Linked DNA regions of Hordeum vulgare: region 2 is linked to region 1. A link is a contact called in public Hi-C data. All regions are on one chromosome and are shown on one strand. Each heading gives the region's core, a stretch centred on a gene start, on an enhancer-like site or on the middle of the called end of the contact. The rest is flanking DNA. Distances are from core to core; before and after follow the strand shown. Region 1 has its middle 25 kb from the start of LOC123441197. Region 2 holds the start of LOC123445719 (E3 ubiquitin-protein ligase XB3-like).

What was found. A called contact is a pair of places that touch in the nucleus more often than the background predicts.
Region 2: a contact with region 1 is called in a Hi-C map of seedling, with 2.7 times the contacts expected there. The contact joins the promoter of LOC123445719 here to the enhancer-like site in region 1. A contact is called at or near these places in 3 of 6 Hi-C or Micro-C datasets (leaf and seedling).

What each region holds. Positions count from the first base shown.
Region 1 is chr3H:617,505,599-617,509,057 of MorexV3_pseudomolecules_assembly, reverse strand. No RefSeq gene overlaps it. Among protein-coding and RNA genes, the nearest start is that of LOC123441197, 25 kb to the right of the region's middle. Within about 2 kb of position 1,812, at least 3 of the 3 cell types and tissues checked have open chromatin away from gene starts, as enhancers often do. A contact at or near this core is called in leaf and seedling, where this site is marked.
Region 2 is chr3H:617,615,168-617,618,626 of MorexV3_pseudomolecules_assembly, reverse strand. It overlaps LOC123445719 (E3 ubiquitin-protein ligase XB3-like), which reads right to left and starts at 1,580. Exons shown (of 2, transcript XM_045122744.1): 1 at 1,061-1,580; 2 at 1-975. The coding sequence starts at 1,375.

The sequences.
Region 1 (3,459 bases), core at 563-3,062:
TTGCCCGAGATTCGATCGTCAGCATCCGTATACCTATTTCAATCTCGTTTACCGGTAAGTCTCTTTACTCGTTCCGTAATACAAGATCTCGCAACTTACACTAAGTTACATTGCTTGCAAGGCTTGTGTGTGATGTTGTATTACCGAGTGGGCCCCGAGATACCTCTCCGTCACAAGGAGTGACAAATCCCAGTCTCGATCCATACTAACTCAACTAACACCTTCGGAGATACCTGTAGAGCATCTTTATAGTCACCCAGTTACGTTGCGACGTTTGATACACACAAAGCATTCCTCCGGTGTCAGTGAGTTATATGATCTCATGGTCATAGGAATAAATACTTGACACGCAGAAAACAGTAGCAACAAAATGACACGATCAACATGCTACGTCTATTAGTTTGGGTCTAGTCCATCACGTGATTCTCCTAATGACGTGATCCAGTTATCAAGCAACAACACCTTGTTCATAATCAGAAGACACTGACTATCTTTGATCAACTGGCTAGCCAACTAGAGGCTTGCTAGGGACGGTGTTTTGGCTATGTATCCACATATGTAAATGAGTCTTCATTCAATACAATTATATCATGGATAATAAACGATTATCTTGACACAGGAATTATAATAATAACTATATTTATTATTGCCTCTAGGGCATAATTCCAACAATAGGAGCCGGGACTAGGGGCCGCAACACAGTCGGCCCGTGGGAGGGTACAACCTCCACCGTCGAAGACGGTAGCCGACTGGGCACAATAGCAGGAGCATACCAGGCACGTGGGCCCATAGGCCCGGCCGGGCTCTCCACGCCCGTAAAGCTCCCGCCATCGCGCTGCAACAGGCGCGCCTTCGGCGTCGCCCCCCCTCGCGTCGGAGCTGCTCCTCCTCCTCACCACACATACGACAATGAAGCCACGCCGGGAGTCGGCCCGCTAGGACCCAGTTGGGACCCACAGGGCCCAGATCTGGGCCGGGGGCGCGCCACCGGCCAACCTGCGTCACCACGCCGTCTCATCGCAAAGGGGAAACACCACCACCTCGCGCGTCGCCGGCCACTACTGTCGGGCCGCCGGACCATCGTCGAGCCGAGGAGCACCGCTGCCGCCCCCATGCCCCGGGGAGGGAGCCGCGCGCGGGGGGACAGGCAGTCCCGCCGCCGCCAACACCGCCCGGCGAAGCGTCGGGGGCGGCCATCGGCGGCGGCAGGGAGGGAAGGGGATTGGAGGGAAGCCGAAGAGGGGAGGGGCTCGCGCCGCCCCGGCCACCTCCTGGGGAGACGACACGGGGCGGATCCGGGAGGGGGAGAGGGGAAGGGGGCGGGGACGGCTGGCGGCGGCGGGGGGGGGGGGGGGGGGGCTAGGACGGCCGGCGGCGGGGGAGGGAGGGGGAATCCTAGGGAGCGGGGGTGTCGGGAGCCTGCGGCTCCTCTCTCTCGAATCGGCGCGTTCCACGTGTACATACTCTCTCCATTCATAAATATATGTAAGTCCTTTTAGAGTTTTTAATCTGAACTATGAACGAAGTAAAATTGATGAATCTATGTTTTAAAATATGTCTATATGTATCCGTATGTAATTGATATTGAAATATCTAAAGAACCTTATATTTAGAAATGTTGTGAGTACATGGCACAAGCATGCCGCCGACACACACGGGATGTAAGGTGAGAGGAAGCACATACTATTGAGTACCGATTAACCACTTTTCTTGTTTGTAATGTAATGTGCAACTTGCAAGAAGACGTGGACTACCAAATTGTTCTTGACCCATTATATGATAGCGGGTAGCTTATCTATCGTTGTCGTACCACGTCCCATGAGCTGCGACATGGACGTCAAATCACCAGTCGACATGTATGTGTGCATGGTGTATAGCCCACCAGCACAATAATGCTTTTCTTTAATAATTCAAGTTGGATCAGCTTATGGATGAATCATCCGAAAATGACATGGCGTATATCTATGGTCCAAGATGTCCGCGAATCAAAAAACACAGATATTTTCGACAAAAAGAAAAGAACTATAGCTAACAGTAACAACACAAACAAATTGTTTCTGTGCGAGGGTCGTCATGAAGTGGATGGATGATGGTTTTCTGAATGAGGGTCGTCATGAAATGGGTCCCGGTATATACGTACGTGTGCCCGTCCTAACTGAAAAATCTTTGAGTTCATCTAGCAGTGGATGGATGATGGTTTTCTGAATGAGGGCCCAAGTGGATAGGGCCAGGCTAATTAATCTGACTTAGCCTGCAGATTAACCAATTAGTTAAGATGTCTAGTCATCTCACATTAGTCTATAAGCCGTTTTCTAGCTTGGCCAAATTCTTTCTCGACAGTTTGATGCTAGCAACGGCGGCGACACCCGTAGGTGCCATCCCTTCTTGAAGCTGTATGTGCTGCTATATGTGCCCCCTCTTCAAGTATCCCGTCTTCGAGCATTAGTGAAAACCCTACGTTTGGGTTTTTGGATCGGATGGCAGTGGCGCCTCGGCGGCGCTCTTCTTCGTGAAGGCGCTATCTTATTTGCTCGTGGTATCCTTGATGGTAGATTTAGAGATGTTAGCCGTTATGTTTCTTTGGTTTGGGATGCTTCCCAGGGCGGCGAGTTTAGTTGTGTTGTTTTTTCGTTTGGACGGAGCATCCCATGTCTCTCTGTTCCGCGCATCATATTCACGCCTCATACATTCATTCCATCCATTATATCACCTAATGTACTCACCTTTAATTTCTTCTATAGATGGAATGATACCCAACCTTTTCGTATTAGTGGAAAAAAAAGGGTGTGATAGGAAGCACAACCAACAAGTTGTAACAGTTTAACGTTTTCTTCTTGTTTGTATATACTGCCGTGCGATTGTTCCACACTATGTGTGTTTCGTCTTCGAAAACAGATTGTTCCACACTAGGATTGATGTCGGCTATGGTTTTGGTGGAGAAGGGCCTAGTCACGGTGGGTTTGACAACATAATAAGCTTAGATGTCATTGTTGTTGTCCCATGTGTTGCGACACACACAGCAGACGACCATCAGCCATGTATGTATGGTGTAGATGTATTCCTCCATCAAAGGTAATAATTGACGTTTTGGATCAACCGATGGATGATGAATCATTCGAAAGTGACATGGCATGCGTATGACGTATGGTCCCTAGCTTGTCATCTGATGGCATAGCATTTGGTTAACTAATTCAACTACGATATTTATTAGCATTGTAGTTGTTATTGGAAATAATATTTTCATGTACAGTATTAGGCTGCGCTTGGATGCGGCGTAATTAATTACAGGGGTATTAATTTTGCAGGTGTATTTTACCTGCCGCTTGAAGATTTTCAACCGAAAACAAAACGATGAGGGAAGATCTGTATTTTTTCTACAGAGGTGATTGAGGCAAAAACAGTAATCCAAACAAGACATTATGGTATCATGTTGACGTATAAGAATGTGACACGTTTAGG
Region 2 (3,459 bases), core at 331-2,830, 110 kb before region 1:
GGCCGACGAGAGGCCCTTGAAGCTGCTGCTCCCCTCGCGGGACCTCCGCGACCGCCTCCGGCTCAGCCGCGGCGACGCCGGCTGCTTCTCCTCGGCCTCGTCGCCGGCGCACACGACCGCCACGGCCTTGGCCTTGGAGTCGGCCACGACGAGCCGGGAGATGCAGCTGCGGCAGAAGGGGCACGCCGGCGGCTGCAGCGTGAGCGTGGCCGGGTTGGGCTTGCTGTGGCAGCAGAGCGCCAGCGTGCAGGCGGCGCACATCCGGTGCCCGCAGTCCTCCACCTCGATGCTGCACGCCTGCTCGAAGCAGATGCTGCACACCTCCTCGTCCTCCTGGTCGTCCACGTCGTCGGCGTCGTCGTCGCCACCGGCGTCGGAGAGCGCCGGCGAGGCGTCCGTGTAATTGGTGCCCTTGAGGATCTTCTTCTCCCGCTCCCGGTTCGCCTCGGCCAGAGCCGCCTCAAGGAGCGCCCTCGCGTCCGCCCCCAGCTCGCCGATGAACTTGAGCGGCGATGGCCAGACCATGGGCTCCGCCGCCGACGGGTTCAGCAGCGCAGCGCACGCGCCGTGGCCGCGCTTCGTCGCCACCGAGTACGCGATCCGGCCCGCTGAGTCCCGGTGCACGCGGTCGGCACCCCACGCCAGCAGCTCCCGGACGCACTCCAGGCTGCCGCCGCGCGCCGCCAGGTGAAGCGCCGTGCTCCCCGGGAAGCCGTAGGATCCCGTGGGGGCGGAGACGATGGCGCCGCTCTCGAGCAGCAGGTGCACGCACTCCGGCCGGCCCTGCCTGGCGGCCACGTGCAGCGGCGTGGCGCCGTGCTCGTCCCGGACGTTGACGAATCGCACGAAGCCCCACGAGTCGGCCACCGGCGTGGTGCGCGCCGCGGCGAGGATGGCCCGCAGGCAGTCGGCGTGGCCGTAGTACGCCGCGTGGTGCAGGCACGTCCGCGCGTTCACCGAGTCGAACATCAGAATCTGGTAAATCGAAACTCAATCAGAGTCAGCAAACCGGAATCCATGGAGGAAAGGAAAAGAGTTGGGCTTTGAAGGTATCACTGACATTGGCGCCGGCGCGGAGGAGGGCGAGGGCGCAGTCGATGTGGCCGTGGGTGGCGGCGAGCATGAGCGGGGTGCGCTTGCGGCGGTCGACAACGTCGGGGCGGACGCCGCGGGCGAGGAGCATGTCGACGGCCGGGAGGCAGCCGTTGGCGGCGGCGACGTGGAGCGCGGTGAGGCGGTCGTAGAGCGTGGCGCGGCGGGCGAGCGCCGGGTCGGCGGCGAGGAGGCCGTCGAGCGCGTCGAGGTCGCCGGCCTGCGCGGCGCGGAAGAAGTCGTGCTCGTCGCCGTCGCGGCTGCAGCTGAGCCCGTGCCCCATCGATCGGCTCCGGCTCCTCCTCCGGCCGTCCCCGGCGAGGTCAGAGGTGGGTGGGTGTGCGGTGGGTGGGTGGTACGGAGCGCCGGTGGGAGGAGGAAGAGGAGGAGCTCAGCTCCGGGATTCAGAGTGTGCGTGGGCTTTTATTCAGGGTGTGGTTGGAACTTTGTGCCTTGACTTCCACACCATCCCACTTGGACGCCATTCTCCTTTCTTTTCTCTCCTGATATTTTCTTCCTTGCCTTTTCTACTTGTTTTTGTTTTTGTTGATGATGAGACATGGACATCTTACTTGTTACTGCTCCATTGTTTTGTCCAATTCTAACGGAAATTGCTTTTGGCTCCCGAGCTCCATGGAGCACTTTAAATTTGAAACTCAAAATTTCATGAAAATTCATAATTTTACATTCCAAAAAATTCTGAAAAAAAAATACAGGGATTAGTGAAGGCTTAACACATGTGTGTAAATTTTTAGAAAAAAATACATTAAAATGAGGGCTATGCAAAAAAGACAAATCTGAGGCTTTTTTACACATGACACTATTCATCATTTCAGGTCATGAATTTGTCTTTTTTGTGTAGATCGTATTTCAAGGTATTTCATCCTAAATTTTTGCACACATACGCATAACATCCTTCTTTACTTTCATATTTTTTTCAGATTTTTTTAAAATAGAAAAGTTTAAATTTTGAATTATTCAAAAATTCATTTTGAATTTAGCCCTGTGGACGCACCTTCGGCTCGTTGTGACTGGATGGTCCACGAATTTGGTTTTTTTTTTGTTACTTCTCGTGTTTTTTGTAGTGTCATGATTGGTATTGTATAGATTAAAACTTTCTCTCGAGTCATAATTCATTGAGAGGTTATGCATTTTTAGCAATAGCCCTAGCTTACAAACTAGTGTAGTCCTCAATTTGAGAGCCCAAAAATTTGTCACCAACTTCAACAATAGTCTTCACCCCCTCTTTTCTTATGGCATGTCTGACCGGCCAGTTAGTGGTCTTCTTTTTTCCTCATTCTCCATCCCACTGTTACCACCTTCGCTTATTTTCGCTCATGTCGCAGTGCTCCTACCACCTCGTGTTGTCTTAGCTATGTGGAGGATGTCGGCGATGGTATGATATGGGGCAAGGTCGAAATCTCATCGCCATTGTCGCAACCTGCATTGGTGATCGTGCGACAGAATTTGACAGCCGGCTCCGAAAGGTGGAGGGGACACACGGAAGGCGGCCAACGGTGGAGGCGCTGACCTCATACGGGCAGGGTTGGGGGAGAACAAAGAATGGTGCGTGCAAGAAAGAGGTGACGAGTTGCGAGGTTGGCCGACGGTCTTTCATGTATTGGACAACGTCGAAAGATCCGAAGGTTTACGATGACTAGGAATCAACTAGACAAGGACGATGCTCCCGAGTTGGTACATATCAGATATTTTCGCCACATTACCCGTTTTGGATGGAGGCTAGGGGGTGATTTTCTTCTCCTAGGCGGCAGGGTCCAGCTAAAGTAGGGGCTATATCTGGCCATGGGCCGGTCTGGATCGGGCTTGCGTCGGGCCCTAAAAAGCCCATGACAAAAAACTGAGGCCCAGGCCCTGTCATCAGCCCTACTTTGAAGCCCAAGTCCGACCCATTTATTGAAAATCCCGTCGGGCTTGGGGTGATAGGCTGGGCCTCTTCCTTAAAATCCCAACATGTCAAGCCCAAACCCGGCCCGACCCCGCTGATGGGCTCAAAACTCAAGCCCAAGCCCAGCCCATAGGGCCTAGGCCTTGTATTTTGGGGCCGGGCCTAGGTATAGCAGGGGCTGAGGCAAAGATTAATACATCGGTGCTCTCGGGTGCGAACGCACCCTATAGGCATAAATAATTTAGTAAATGGAAAAAGTCTAAAGATTCCAAAACTTTTCTGGAATCAAATATGATCAAGTATTTTACTTGTATAAAAAATATTTGCTAAGGAACGACTTTCACTGTATCCTGAGCGGAAAACAACAAATCAAAGGCTATATACAGGTACTATTGACATTACTTAATCCCCAAATAATTGTTTTTCCACTTAAGTTAATGAGAATCGTTCCTTCGTGGATT